Regions from separate parts of the Hordeum vulgare genome. Here all the other regions are linked to region 1. The links are chromatin contacts, called in public Hi-C maps. All regions are on one chromosome and are shown on one strand. Each heading gives the region's core, a stretch centred on a gene start, on an enhancer-like site or on the middle of the called end of the contact. The rest is flanking DNA. Distances are from core to core; before and after follow the strand shown.

What was found. A called contact is a pair of places that touch in the nucleus more often than the background predicts.
Region 2: a contact with region 1 is called in a Hi-C map of seedling, with 5 times the contacts expected there. The contact joins the promoter of LOC123401558 here to the promoter of LOC123401849 in region 1. A contact is called at or near these places in 2 of 6 Hi-C or Micro-C datasets (leaf and seedling) and 1 of 1 datasets of contacts at active chromatin or transcription factors (embryo).
Region 3: a Hi-C map of seedling shows a contact between it and region 1, with 3 times the contacts expected there. The contact joins the enhancer-like site here to the promoter of LOC123401849 in region 1. A contact is called at or near these places in 3 of 6 Hi-C or Micro-C datasets (leaf and seedling) and 1 of 1 datasets of contacts at active chromatin or transcription factors (embryo).

Annotation. Positions count from the first base shown.
Region 1 is chr6H:319,872,128-319,876,410 of MorexV3_pseudomolecules_assembly, reverse strand. It overlaps LOC123401849 (serine/threonine-protein kinase Nek6-like), which reads left to right and starts at 1,988. Exons shown (of 13, transcript XM_045095707.1): 1 at 1,988-2,448; 2 at 2,530-2,596; 3 at 2,674-2,739; 4 at 2,836-2,882; 5 at 2,967-3,012; 6 at 3,122-3,202; 7 at 3,296-3,338; 8 at 3,422-3,468; 9 at 3,945-4,026; 10 at 4,138-4,187. The coding sequence starts at 2,363.
Region 2 is chr6H:320,331,506-320,335,788 of MorexV3_pseudomolecules_assembly, reverse strand. It overlaps LOC123401558 (probable serine/threonine-protein kinase DDB_G0276461), which reads left to right and starts at 2,302. Exons shown (of 8, transcript XM_045095384.1): 1 at 2,302-2,486; 2 at 3,320-3,844; 3 at 4,270-4,283. The coding sequence starts at 3,381.
Region 3 is chr6H:320,158,202-320,162,484 of MorexV3_pseudomolecules_assembly, reverse strand. No RefSeq gene overlaps it. Among protein-coding and RNA genes, the nearest start is that of LOC123401558, 170 kb to the left of the region's middle. Within about 2 kb of position 2,489, at least 1 of the 3 cell types and tissues checked has open chromatin away from gene starts, as enhancers often do. A contact at or near this core is called in seedling, where this site is marked.

The DNA of each region.
Region 1 (4,283 bases), core at 739-3,238:
ACATCCACTCTCTCAAATGCTTATCAGTAACAGGATGTTGATTGATTCCATGGTAGGATGTATAACAGGTATAAGATCCAAAATTCTAAATTGAAAGCAAATAAGCAGGAATATGATAGTTCAAAGGAAAGATAAGTGAAACACAAGGTGTCATCAAACCTTAGAGTTCACTGTGGCCTGAAGAAGCCCTTGAAGCACCAAACATGAGATCTTTGGCAATGATAAGCAAGCCCTCCAAATCTTTCGCTCCCACCTGCAGGCAATCCTTCACCTCCACCTCCCACTTCATATCCAACACCACCTCCCTTAGCGGCCCCTAAACACAAATATACATATTTACCGACTGGGCATTGCTGCAATATGATTCGTTGGATGATCTAGTCACCAAGTTATTCTCAAAGAAGAAGAAGAAGAAGACCAAATCATGAACCTGCTCGGAGAAGGCAGAGAGGAGACCATTTAGGAGCTGCGTAGCGGCGGCTAGGAGGTCACGTAATTACGGCGTAGCCACTGGGCCGCATCGACGGGTGACTTTAGACGCGAGGCCTTCGCCGCAGCGGCGAGGAGGCGGCCGGCGGCAGTGACAAGGTCGACACTTCACGCAGCCACGAGCATGGTCGCAGGATGGTGAAGGAGAGGGGTGGTCGCAGTCATGGCCGGGAGAGACGCACCTCGACGCCGGTGACCCCCGTCGGTGAGGATCTCCTCCACCGCCAGATGCTCCGCCTAATCCCTCCTCCCAAGCGTCGCCCCGTCATTCAAGCTCTCGCGCCGCCGTCGCCGCCCCGCCGCACGCCGTGCCCAGGCGACCACCTCGCCGCGCCGCCCGTTCCCCTGACCAGAAACGCCGAGCCGAAGCCCCCGCGCCCAGCCGTCGCGCCGCCCGTCGCCAGCTGCGTCCCGCGGCGGCGCCCCAGGCGACCACCTCGGCGCACCGCCCGTTCCCCCGGCCAGAAACGCCGAGCCGAAGCCCCCACGCCCAGCCGTCGCGCCGCCCGTTGCCAGCAGCGTCCCGCGCAGCCGCCGATTGGATCTGGCGAGCGTGCCGTGTGCTGCCGCCATGCCTCCTCGCCTCAGAAAACATAGGGTCTTAATAATAAAAGTGAAACGTTTTCTTCACTTAAGAAAGGACTGCGGGTTTATTAACTGAAAACGGAAGGGCCTTTTTGCAAAAATGCCGCGGCAGACGACAGAAGCGATCGGTGCTTTATTATTAGGGGAGATATGGAGTGCCGGTCCGTGTGGACATTTGAATTCCGTTCAAGACGCTCGTGTGAATGGATTCGTGGTGGTCCGTTTGGACGTTGAGATGAGTTTGAGTTGTCCGGTTGTGCCGCAGTAAGCATTTTCACCGGACCTGAGAGGGCAGTGCTGCGTGCGGACGGCAGTGTCCTAAAATCTGGACATTGACTTGCATACTGGCGCCGATCCCTGCACGCCTCCCAAGGAAAGGCACATGCGCGATACTGCTGCTGCCTGGATGGCCACAAGGTGAAACTGCTCGCCATTTACTGACACTGGCTATCTATATTAAACACACACCACTATACTCGTACCAGTGGGGTGGGTGGAGTAGTGGTATTATCTAGTGCTGACGGCATTTACAGTTTGTCACATGCCATGGACAGTGAACCTTTGTTGATTCTTCTGCATGCCAGCCAGCCAGCCAGGCAGACAGACCGAAGGGCAAAGGGTATGCTAGTCGGTGCTGTTTTCACAGGGAAAAGGCAAGCAGGAGCAGCGGCAGCCGACCCCAACACACACGCACACGTTTCTCTCTGGATGGACTTCTTCAGACTTGAGAGAGATGCCACATTTGCTGATGTTATTAATATAAATAAATATTACGAGTACATTATTCTTTCAAGAAAAAAGCGAGAGAAAAGGAGAATACTACTCCATCCACCGTGAGTCAGTCGGGGCCCACTCCACCACCCGCAGGCGCAACGTTTCTTCCACTACTCTATGCGACCGCTAGAGAGTGGAATGATGAACCGACGAGGGATTAATTAGGTTGAGTTCCACATAAAGCACGCCCTAACCACCGCCAAAAATCACTCCTTCCTTCCTTCCTTGATCTCCGTCTTCCTCCTCGTCGACCTCGACCACACCCGACCCGACACACACAGAGCGAGCGCGCCGCCCATTATTGAGCCACTTCCACACGCGTGCAGCTGCAGTGCATGCACGCTCTCCTCTCCGCGACCATCATCACCAGCGCCGTGCCCTGCCCGTGTCCTCACCTGAGCACCATCGAATCATTTATACGCGCCCAGCCGCCACCGCCAGCAACAGTGCGCCACAAGACGAGCACGCAAGAGCAAGAGCAAAAGAGCAAGAGCTAGGTAAGGCAAGGAATCCCATGGAGCAGTACGAGGTCGTGGAGCAGATCGGCCGGGGCGCCTACGGCACCGCCTACCTCGTCCACCACAAGGCCGAGAGGAAGAGGTCACTGCAGCCGGCCTCGCTTCAGATTTCTCTTCTCCGCCGTTTCCCTTGAACCAATCAATCTAATCTTTCTGGGTGCAGGTACGTGATGAAGAAGATTCGGCTGACCAAGCAGAACGACAAGTTCCAGCGGACAGCCTACCAGGAGGTAACAATCAATCACCTCAAACCTTGATAAGCCCTCGCAAATTCCACCCCTCACCTCAGCACTCCGTCGGCCTGCAGATGTCCCTCATGGCCAGCCTCAGCAACCCCTACATCGTCGAGTACAAGGACGGATGGGTCGACGAGGTACTGCACTGCACTGCGCATTTTTCTTCTTCTATTCTAAAGCAGAGCAGGATTTTGATTGGGTTGGGCCTTCGTCTCGGACTGAATTTCTTGCAGGGGACCTCCGTGTGCATCGTCACAAGTTACTGCGAAGGTGGTGACATGTAAGAAGATCTCATTGCACTTTGCCTCCTCCGTTTGTTTTTACGGTCACCTTACCCGCTGCTTCGCTCACGTCCAATTCACAGGGCGCAGAGGATCAAGAAGGCAAGAGGCGTCCTCTTCTCGGAAGAGGTACCAACACTACTACTTACTGTAATCTGATGAATAATAATGCTACTCCTACATGTTCAGGCTTCAGAAACTCACTGTATGTTTGCTCCTTGTGTTGTGTGATGTGAAGAGGGTGTGCCGGTGGTTCACACAATTGCTCTTGGCCCTTGACTACCTGCACTGCAACCGTGTGCTCCACCGTGACCTCAAGGTAAAGTAGAACTGCCGCCCCCCCATGGATTCATCATTTCTACCACGGCATCAGCATCTCCTAACATTTTCCTCACCACCTGTTGCATTGCAGTGTTCCAATATCTTGTTAACCAAGGATAACAACATACGACTTGGTAAGCTGATTTCAAATTACCACACAACTTCATTGCTCAGATGGAAATATCATGACGTGTGTATTCATTCTCTCTCCAAACAGCTGATTTCGGGTTAGCAAAATTACTCATGGAGGACCTTGCCTCGTCGGTATGCCTCAACCTTTTGCTAACTTATTATTCATGTACATGTAACTGGCAGGACACGTTCAGTCACTTACAACCATCGGTTACTTGCCTATAGTCTCAATGAAGTACGGAATGTATGAGCGTAACCACCATTCATGGAAAACTTCTTTTTAGAAATTAAATTAAATCATGTAATACTTTGATCTTTTAGTCGTCAAATATGGTTTCCCATCTCCACTCACTTCATTAACAACAGTTAAACGTGAAAGCAGAAACTATATAACATTTATAAATGTTCATGAAAATAAGTAAATACTCCCTCCGTCCCATAATATAAGAGCGTTTTCGTTACGCTAGTGCAGTGTCAAAAGTGCTCTTATATTATGGGACAGAGGGAGTGGCATTTTAGTCTGTTTCAAACATGTATTGAGGCCCAACCAAGATATATAAACGACTGACCAGATTCCACTTATTAATTTTGAAATTTTTGTTTTTCAGGTAGTAGGAACCCCAAACTACATGTGCCCAGAAATACTCGCCGACATACCTTATGGTTACAAATCTGATATATGGTCGCTTGGTGAGCTTGCAGTACTATTTCTGTTGAAGTTAACTCTAGTCTTATGTGGTATTGATTGACAGAATTAAACAGCTGCTCAAAAAGCTTGCATGTCTTCTTTTTTACTGTCAGGTTGCTGTATGTTTGAGATTTTAGCACACCGCTCTGCATTCAAAGCTACAGTTAGTGCTTACACAACACAATTTTCTGATTACCTGCTTCAGTTTTTCTCTATATATGTTGGCAACTCATGAAATACTCTTTCATGTGTGTGTGAA
Region 2 (4,283 bases), core at 1,053-3,552, 460 kb before region 1:
GTGGGCTGGTCGAGTATGTGATCGTCTTCCTAGAATCCGAGTCATCAAGGATTTCTGAATGTTCATCCTGTCATTTAATTTGGTCGATTGTTGAGCCATGAACAAAAAGTATAACTGAATAATTATACACGTCATGATTGTATTTTGATATGCTTATGATATAACACCTGTACCTCTCACATACATCCAACTATGGGTCATCATAAGGTTCATGTTCCTGCAAAAGAATAGGAAAAGCAATGAGCAATTTAATCCGAAGAAGGAGAAGATCAACAAAAACTACAAGAAATAAAAAACAACTAGGTGCCATGTCAAGATCCTTAACCAAAAGCGAACTATATTAGTTCAATATAAACGGCAATATGAAAAGCATACTGATTAGGAAGCATTAGTTAAGCCAACATATGATTTCTCCTTCCTGACTACTTTATCCTTTCACATCCAGCTCCCTGAGCTCCTCCTCTTTGTCACATGTATCTTGGAAAAGTAGTCATCATGAAAGCTTTAGACGGAGTACAAGGGGATTCCATTAGCTTTAGAAAAACTCTAGTACAAGAGAACGTTCCAATAAAAGCAGATTAGTTTTGGAATCCACACCATACACAAATTAAATTCTATTTATGTTATATAACTTATTATAATCTACATCAGAGAAATTATGAACAAAGTAAAGGACTACTTTTCTATTCTCCTTGTATCAACTTAATATAAAGGAGTGTAGTCAAATAAACTGGAGAGCGATAGAAATAATAGTAAACTTGATCACAAAAAAATGATTAACAGAGTGCTTATAAGGTATCACGACATGCAAGGCAAATGCTTCCCTAGTAATACGACAAACATTTTAAGCTCAACTTAACTGGAAGAACAGCTACAAAGATTTCAATACAAAATCGTAAGATTTTTATGCAAAAACATTGAGAGTAGCATTACTGCATGCGGAAAAGATCTGTATTTGTTCGAATTAGAAACCATCTTATTTTGAACCAAATTTTGGATCTATTTACCAAGAGAGGCATTATCTTGGAGCCTTCATGTACTACAAATAAGGTCAAAAATTTCTGATTACTAATGTCTAAATATGCAATCCCTAACTTACACAGAGAGGGGACAGAATAGCAACACAAATCACGAATCAAACATACGCATCAACATAGATACATACATAAACCAATCACTCGGTCAGGAATGCAGATTACAGAGGAGAGGATGTGAGAGATGAGACTACCTTACTGCTTGGAGCATCCGTGGACAAAGATGAGGAGGATTAGTAGCAGAAATCTTGGGCTGGAGGACGGCGCCCTCGGCAAGCTCGGGACGGGGTCACCGGCTGCCCTTGTTGTTGTTGGGGGAGGTTAGGCGAGCGGGAGGAGGGGAGGCGGCGAGGTCGGAGGCGGAGGCGAACCGTGACCGTCGGGGAAGAGGAGACGTCGCACATATGCTATGGGCAAGATCCTGTCGTGCACTGCATCCTCGCGCGCGTCGCCTCAGGTCGATCCCCTCCAGCGCCGGGTCACTTGCCAGCCTCCCCTCAGATTGATCACAGCCCTGCCGGAATCTCTCGCGAGGCTGGCCTGGATGGAGGAAGACCGTCCCGCTCCTTCCCCACCTGCTGGCGTCGGGGGCGGAGGGGCTAGAGGCGTGAAGGGGCGGCCGACGACGGGGGTGAAGGGGCAGCGTGAAGGAGCGGCCAGCATCAGGGGCGAAGGGGCTGGCGACGGGCGTGGGCAACGGGCGCGGCCGGGCCGGGCGGTGTTGAAGGGACGGCAGTGCTGAGCGTCGAGCGGCTCGCGGCGTGAAGAGGAGGTGGGTGCGAGAGCGGTTTGCGGGATGGCGACGTACGGGATAATCCGAAGCGGGGGGTGGGAGGGGTTAGCGTTTAGTTAGTGCTCTTTTCGTTAAAGTTTCGTTAGTCTGCTTAACAACCATTAAATTGCTAATCCAACGATTAATATTACAAGTTGGATCTGCCCTCTCGTGCTTTTAATAGTAGAGATGCTTCGACTATTTCTTATGTATGACATTGTTTAAGTAGGACCGAGACATTTGATGACTTCCTGCGAACAATAAAGACCGACTGCCTGTTGAGGAGAAAGAAGACAATAGGTCTAGGGTTTGAATAATTTTCCATTTTTAGGGGTTTCTGTACCAGTGGTTTGATTAATATATCTGGTAGATTTTTGAGAAAGCTAGGCATTTCATCATTAAAAAACGGAGGAAAAGAACAAAATTTCCAAATAAGCACTACTACTCTATCCAAAGTATATTTTGTAACCACGCTCGCACGGGGCAAAGCGCACAGGCCACCTCTGCTCCACCACCGCCACTCCACGTCGCGGCTTTTCTCCCTCTCTTCGTCTCTCTCTCCGCCAGGCATCCCAGACGCGGAGGCGGAGCCGGAGATACCTTCCTCCCCACACGGGATTGTGGTCTCAACCTCCTGACGGCGACGGCGAGCCTCTCGGAGGCCACCTCCGATCTAAGAGGTGCGCCCCCTTCCTCCTTGGAATCTGACCAACTTCTCCTCTCCACCATCCCGTACCTTTCCCCTCCCTCCCTCTCATGACCCGTCTTCCACCCAAGCTCTGATCCGACCCAATGCGGCTATGAAATCTCCGCTGCTGTCCTACTGCTGCCGTCGTGCCGTAGCTTAGCGCCTCCGCCGTCGCCTCGCACCCCAAACCCCTGCAGCAGTCGCCGCCACTGTCGCTCCCGTTCCACCTCATCGCGATCTTGGGCATTGGCTTTTGAGGTAGGTATGAACTTCTACTGCTGGTCATCCAGTGATCACTTCAACCCGCACTAACATCCATAAGTTCGGCACATCATGTAGATCCGGCCTTATTTCTCTGTCCTCGTTCATATTTTAGTTAGATCATGCCAAGACAAGTGGTTATTTTAAGACCTTTGCAGTTAAGATTGGGTGCGAGTGATTAACTTCTAACCGGGTGAGAACTCTGAAATTCTTAGGGCCTCTCATGAACCCAGGGATAGGAAACACGCAGGATTGAAGTTGGATCATGCACCTTGTTTTCACTTGATTCTGATGGTTATGCTTTTGTGGTTGAACATTGCTTCATGGAGAAAAATAGAATACCAAACATCACCCTATAAGTGATAATTCTAGGATTTTCACCACTCAATGCAGATGCCAGTGCAGAAGAAATCTTACTGTTGAAGCTAGAGTATTTGGCATTTCACTCGTGGGCTTCTTAGACTGTTAGACAATATCATGTTCTATTCTCTTCAAGTAAATATTTGTCTTTGTATTTGTTGTGCACGTCCGAATTTTCATTCTTTACCTCTTTTATCTATGCAGAATCACTAGGAGAAGTATTAAACCCTGAGTTTTCATTTATTTCCTCCTGGTTATTCTGAGAATGCGGAGGTTCAATCCCTTTGGGGGGAAAGTACAGACTGGATTGGAAGGCCGCACCATTGATGTAAGGAATGTGAAGATCACAGTACGCAATGCCATTGCACAAGGAGGTTTCTCTTGTGTGTATCTCGCCTGTGACTCATTGCACTCGTCAAAGCAGTATGCATTGAAGCATATCATTTGCAATGACTCGGAATCGCTTGATCTTGTCATGAAGGAGATCCAGGTGATGAATCTCCTCAAAGGGCATGCCAATGTCGTCACACTGGTTGCCCATGATGTTTTTGACATGGGCCGCACAAAGGAGGCATTGCTTGTGATGGAGTTTTGCGAGAAGTCCTTGGTGAGTGCGATGGAGAGCAGAGGTACTGGTTACTATGAGGAGAAGAAAGCGCTTTTGATATTCAGAGACGTTTGCAACGCGGTTTTTGCCATGCATGGGCAGTCACCAGCAATTGCACATAGGTACATGGAATGAGTCATTTACAGATATTGAATCATGTTTTATTCCCATTCTATAAGAACGATCAGTGGTAAGCGTTGTTATCAAATATCACAAGTCAGATTTCTGCACAGTTATGTTGTTCTCTTTCACTATTTAATTAGTAGACTTAAGTTTACTTAGCAACTACTGCAGTGATGGTACATTAGTAAACTGCCCACTGCTATTTGTTTGCCTATACTACTTTGTATTCTCGCCTGTAGTACCGAATCGCTATACCTTGTAGCTTAGCTATCTGCATGTGGGCAAATATTGCAAGCAGCTCTTACCTGCATGAATGTTTCAGATTTGGTATGAGTGTAGAACTTGCATTGAAGTTTTGCAAACAATTTGTTACATTTATTATTTTATACTCACCATGATTTTACAATTTGCCTCCTTCCTTTAGGGATCTTAAAGCCG
Region 3 (4,283 bases), core at 1,240-3,739, 290 kb before region 1:
TTGAGGTCTTGAAGTAGTCGCCATCAGTCTTGAAATTGTGGTCATCAATTATAATTCATCACTCTCACAACTTCCATGAACACTCATACAAATCCCCATGTACTAATAAGCATAGCAATTGCAAAATAATAACGATCCCGGGGCTCAGTAACAAAGGACTAAAATTTATGTTCCTACCATCTCATTAACAAGGAACAAAAAGTTATTGCAGTTGGCCTACTCAAGCTCAAAGTTGGATCTGTTTTAGAGTAAATTTATATAATTAATTTTTTTATTCATATAGTGGATAAGTATAACATATAGAAAGGAGTATACAAAGAATTACTCAACCGCTACTTTTTAATTAAAAGTTATACCCAAAATAGCGTTTATAACAAATCTGTTTGAATTCAAAATTTAAATGTTTAATTCTTTTATTGGGTTCATGAGATATATGGTTTTTTTGAATCTGTAGCAAAAAGAATCATCAAAATCAAAGTTGTAGAAGTAAAGGTATAACAAAAATAAATTTGGATCTAAATGTGAAAATGGATTTGTTTCTAAAAACGTTAAACTGTGGCCAGATGCCACATGGCGCAATACTACTCACTAGAGAGCGTTTGTTGGAGGGCCTAACCAGTGGACGACCGCTTCTTAAATAAAAACCATTTGATCTACCGTTAAAAAAACGAATGAGGAAGAGGGGGCGCTTAGAAAACGCATGCAACACAAAAGTGCACGAAAGTGCACTTCGTCGTGGTGGTGGCTTCGGTCGTCGGAGGGGACGGCGATGCTGTTCGGTGGATGCGTCTCGACGAGGGGGTCTGATTTTTGGTGAAGAACGTCGTCGACGTTGATCGAGGTGAGCAGAGCATCAAGATGAACTTCGTGCTCCGACAATGTCGGGCGAGGTCTAGGGCAAGTCTCCGATGCTTCATGGAGATCGAGACGGTGTCAAAGAAGTGTGCCTAGACGAGAGTAGTCAGAGAGACAAGATTTGGTAGGTCGTAGTTGCTCACCGGCATCGGGATTTACGGTGAACCGTCTCGGCCACGACGAGACCCAACGCGAACTCGTGGACGATAAGAGTGGTTTTGGGGAGGTGTTTCGAGGGGAATCGGTCAAGGAGGGTCTAGGCTATTCATAGAACATAAAACTTGGGACACGGGTTCACTGAGGATAGGATTTGCACGAGATTAAAACGGACTCGTACGGTTGCGTGCACGAACATGAGTTCATGTTCGCGTGAGGAAGAAGATGACCAAATGGGGCCCTAGCCTGTGAGAGATAACGATAGGGAGAGGGACTCGCTAGAGAGAGTCACGAGCGAGAGGAGGAGGCGTGTAGCGTTGGCTTTGTGGCGGGCTCGTGGGAATATGCTATTCGTCGCTTTGTGCGGTAACCACTCGAGCTTTCGCACACGCTTCAAAAGATATCGATACCATATGGGTGAGCACATTAGCGGGTTGTAGTGATCCCGGTTTTGGGAACCTTCTAAAGGTTCCAGTCTATTTTTTCCGGTTTTGGAAAACTTGTAGAAGGTTCCCTCAACCGGTTTTCAGTTTCTTTTTTCTTTATTCTTTTCTGTTTTTTTGTTTTTGATTCAATAAATGTTGTGCAATATGAAAAAATGTTCTAGATTTTCAAAAAATGTTTGGGATTTTCAAAAACTGTTCTTCAAATTTGATAATTGTTTTTTTATTTTTAAAAAACGGCTGTGGAAAACGTTTTGAATGTTCAAAAAATATTTTGGATTTTCAAAAAATATTCTTCAAATTCAAAAAAAAAATGCTTTTACTTTTTTAATGTATTTTCAAACAATGTTTTAGATTTTAAAAAATGTTCTGAATTTTCAAAAAATGTTTGGAATTTTCAAAAATTGTTATTAAAATTTAAAAATTGTTTTTTCTTTCTAAAAGAATGTTCTGAATTCTCAAACGATGTTCAGGATTTTGAAAAATATTCGGGATTTAGAAAAATCATTCTTCAAATTCGGGAATTTTTTGTTGTTGTTTAAAAAGATATTCTAAATTTCTATAGTTTCCGTTTTTATAAAACACTCATAACATCACAAAATGTCCGGGAGTTTCAAAAAATGTTTAGCATTTTAAGGAAATGTTTGATATTTTCAAAAACTGTAGAGAATATCAAAATTTTGTTCAATTGTTTTAGCAATTTCATGTTAAAAAATTGTTCTTAATTTTCAAAAAATATCCTTGCTTTTAAGAAATGTTCAAATTTAAAAAATAATTGTTTCACAAACTTTGCTTGTAAATTCAGAAAATGTTCTGGAATTTCAAAAATTGTTCTTCGAATTCGAAAAGGAAAGAAAAAACGAGTCAAAAAGGAACTTTTTAAAGTAAAGGAAAAAAGAACAAAAAAGGAAAAAATAGTTACCTGATTTTCGTGGGATAAAAAAATTAGACCGGTCCAGTCATGACGACCCCGTGTGCGTGCGAGGAACTTCGTGGCGCAACGAGTGGTAGGAGCTCCGGCTGCGTGTGCGCACAGCGCTCGTGCGTGCAGGGTGCTGGGGCAGCGCTGGGATGGCCTAGGCCAGTGGGCCGGTCAGATTAGTGTTGTCTGGCTGGGCGCAGTTTTTTAAGAGAAAAAACAGGGCAAAACAAAATACAAAATATATTATACATAAAAAATTTAGAATAAAATTTTCTAAAACATGAACATTTTATAGCAAAATAAAATACTTAAAAATCATTTTTTTTGCAATAACTTCAAAATGAAAGGGAATTTTGATTTCCAATAAATTGCAAATAGTTTTTGTTTTAAAATTTGAATGTCAAACAAAACATTGCCTCTGATTTTGGAGTACCGTTTTCCTTCTCTCATATCATTTGTTTATGAGAGAATTTTGACAAGATTCAAACTTCAATGGATATAGGGATTCAAATGGATTTTTTGGGAATGTCCTTTTATTCCTGTCATTTGAATTTTACAAAACATTTGAAATTCCACTCACTTTCAACCAAACAATCAAGCATACAATCAATTTTACTTAAGTAATATAACATTCCAAAATTTAGAATATTGGGATGGTATACCATGGTTCACGCTCATATATTATGCAAGTAATAAAAAGCTGAAGCGCGTGAAAAAGTACGATACAATTGCCCGACTTGACACTGTGGTGCTTGACATTTGTATTTATGTGATGAGGACGGAGGCATGCTATGCTAATATGATAAAATGAATAGGGGTGTACATTTTTTAAGGATCGTATGCTTTGAAACTTGATGATTATGTTGCTTATGTTTATTTATACTACTATGTTGATGCTTATTAATTCATCGTTTTTTAGATCAAACTTGCGACACATTACATGTTGAGTAACATGTCACATAAAAAATTCGGTTTTTGACATTTACCTATTAAAGGACGAGCAATAATTGACGATGCTGATACGTCTCCAACGTATCTATATATTTTTTTAATTATTTCACGCTATTATATTATCATTCTAGGATATTTTTGGGTGTTTTTTACCAATTAATATTATTTTTGATCAATAACCTATTAACCTAGTGCCCATGCCAGTCTTTTTTTTCTACATGTTTTTTGTTTTTGTGGTTTACAGTACCATACGAAGTCCAATTGCCCCAAAACTTTAATATGATTTTTTTCCGGACCAAAAGAAGACGTGGAAGGTTCTGGAGGATACCGGAGGCCACCCGAGGGCGCCACCACATAACAGGGCACGCCTAGGGGGTCGTTGCGCCCTGTTGTGTGGTGGGCCCCCTGCCACCTCATATCGTCCCTCTTTGCTCTATACATCATCTAAAATCCCCAAAACCATAGAGACCCACCCGAAATACTTTTTCCGCCGCCGCAAGCTATTGTTCCGCCGTGTGCCCATCTGGAGCCCTATTCAGGTGCCCTGTCGCGGGGTCGATCATGGAGGGCCTCTACACCATCCTTGCTGCTCCCATGGTGATGTGTGAGTAGTTTACCACACACCTACGGGTCTGTAGCTAGTACCTAGATGACTATATCTCTCTCTTGATCTTCGATACAGTGATCATCACGTCTTCGCTTTGATCTATACGATGAAATTCTTTTGTGTAGTGTGTTTGTTGGGATCCGATGAACAGTGGGTTTATGTTCAGCTTATTCATGATAAAGATTTGAGTCTTCTGTGAAATCAATATGGTTCTTATTTTCTGATCATTATAGCTTCAGAAATCTCTCCGATCTATTGATCTGCTTTGGCCAAGTAGATTGATCTGCTTTGGCCAAGTAGATTGATCTTTCTTCAGTGAGAGAGATGCGTTGTAGTGGGTTCAATCTGA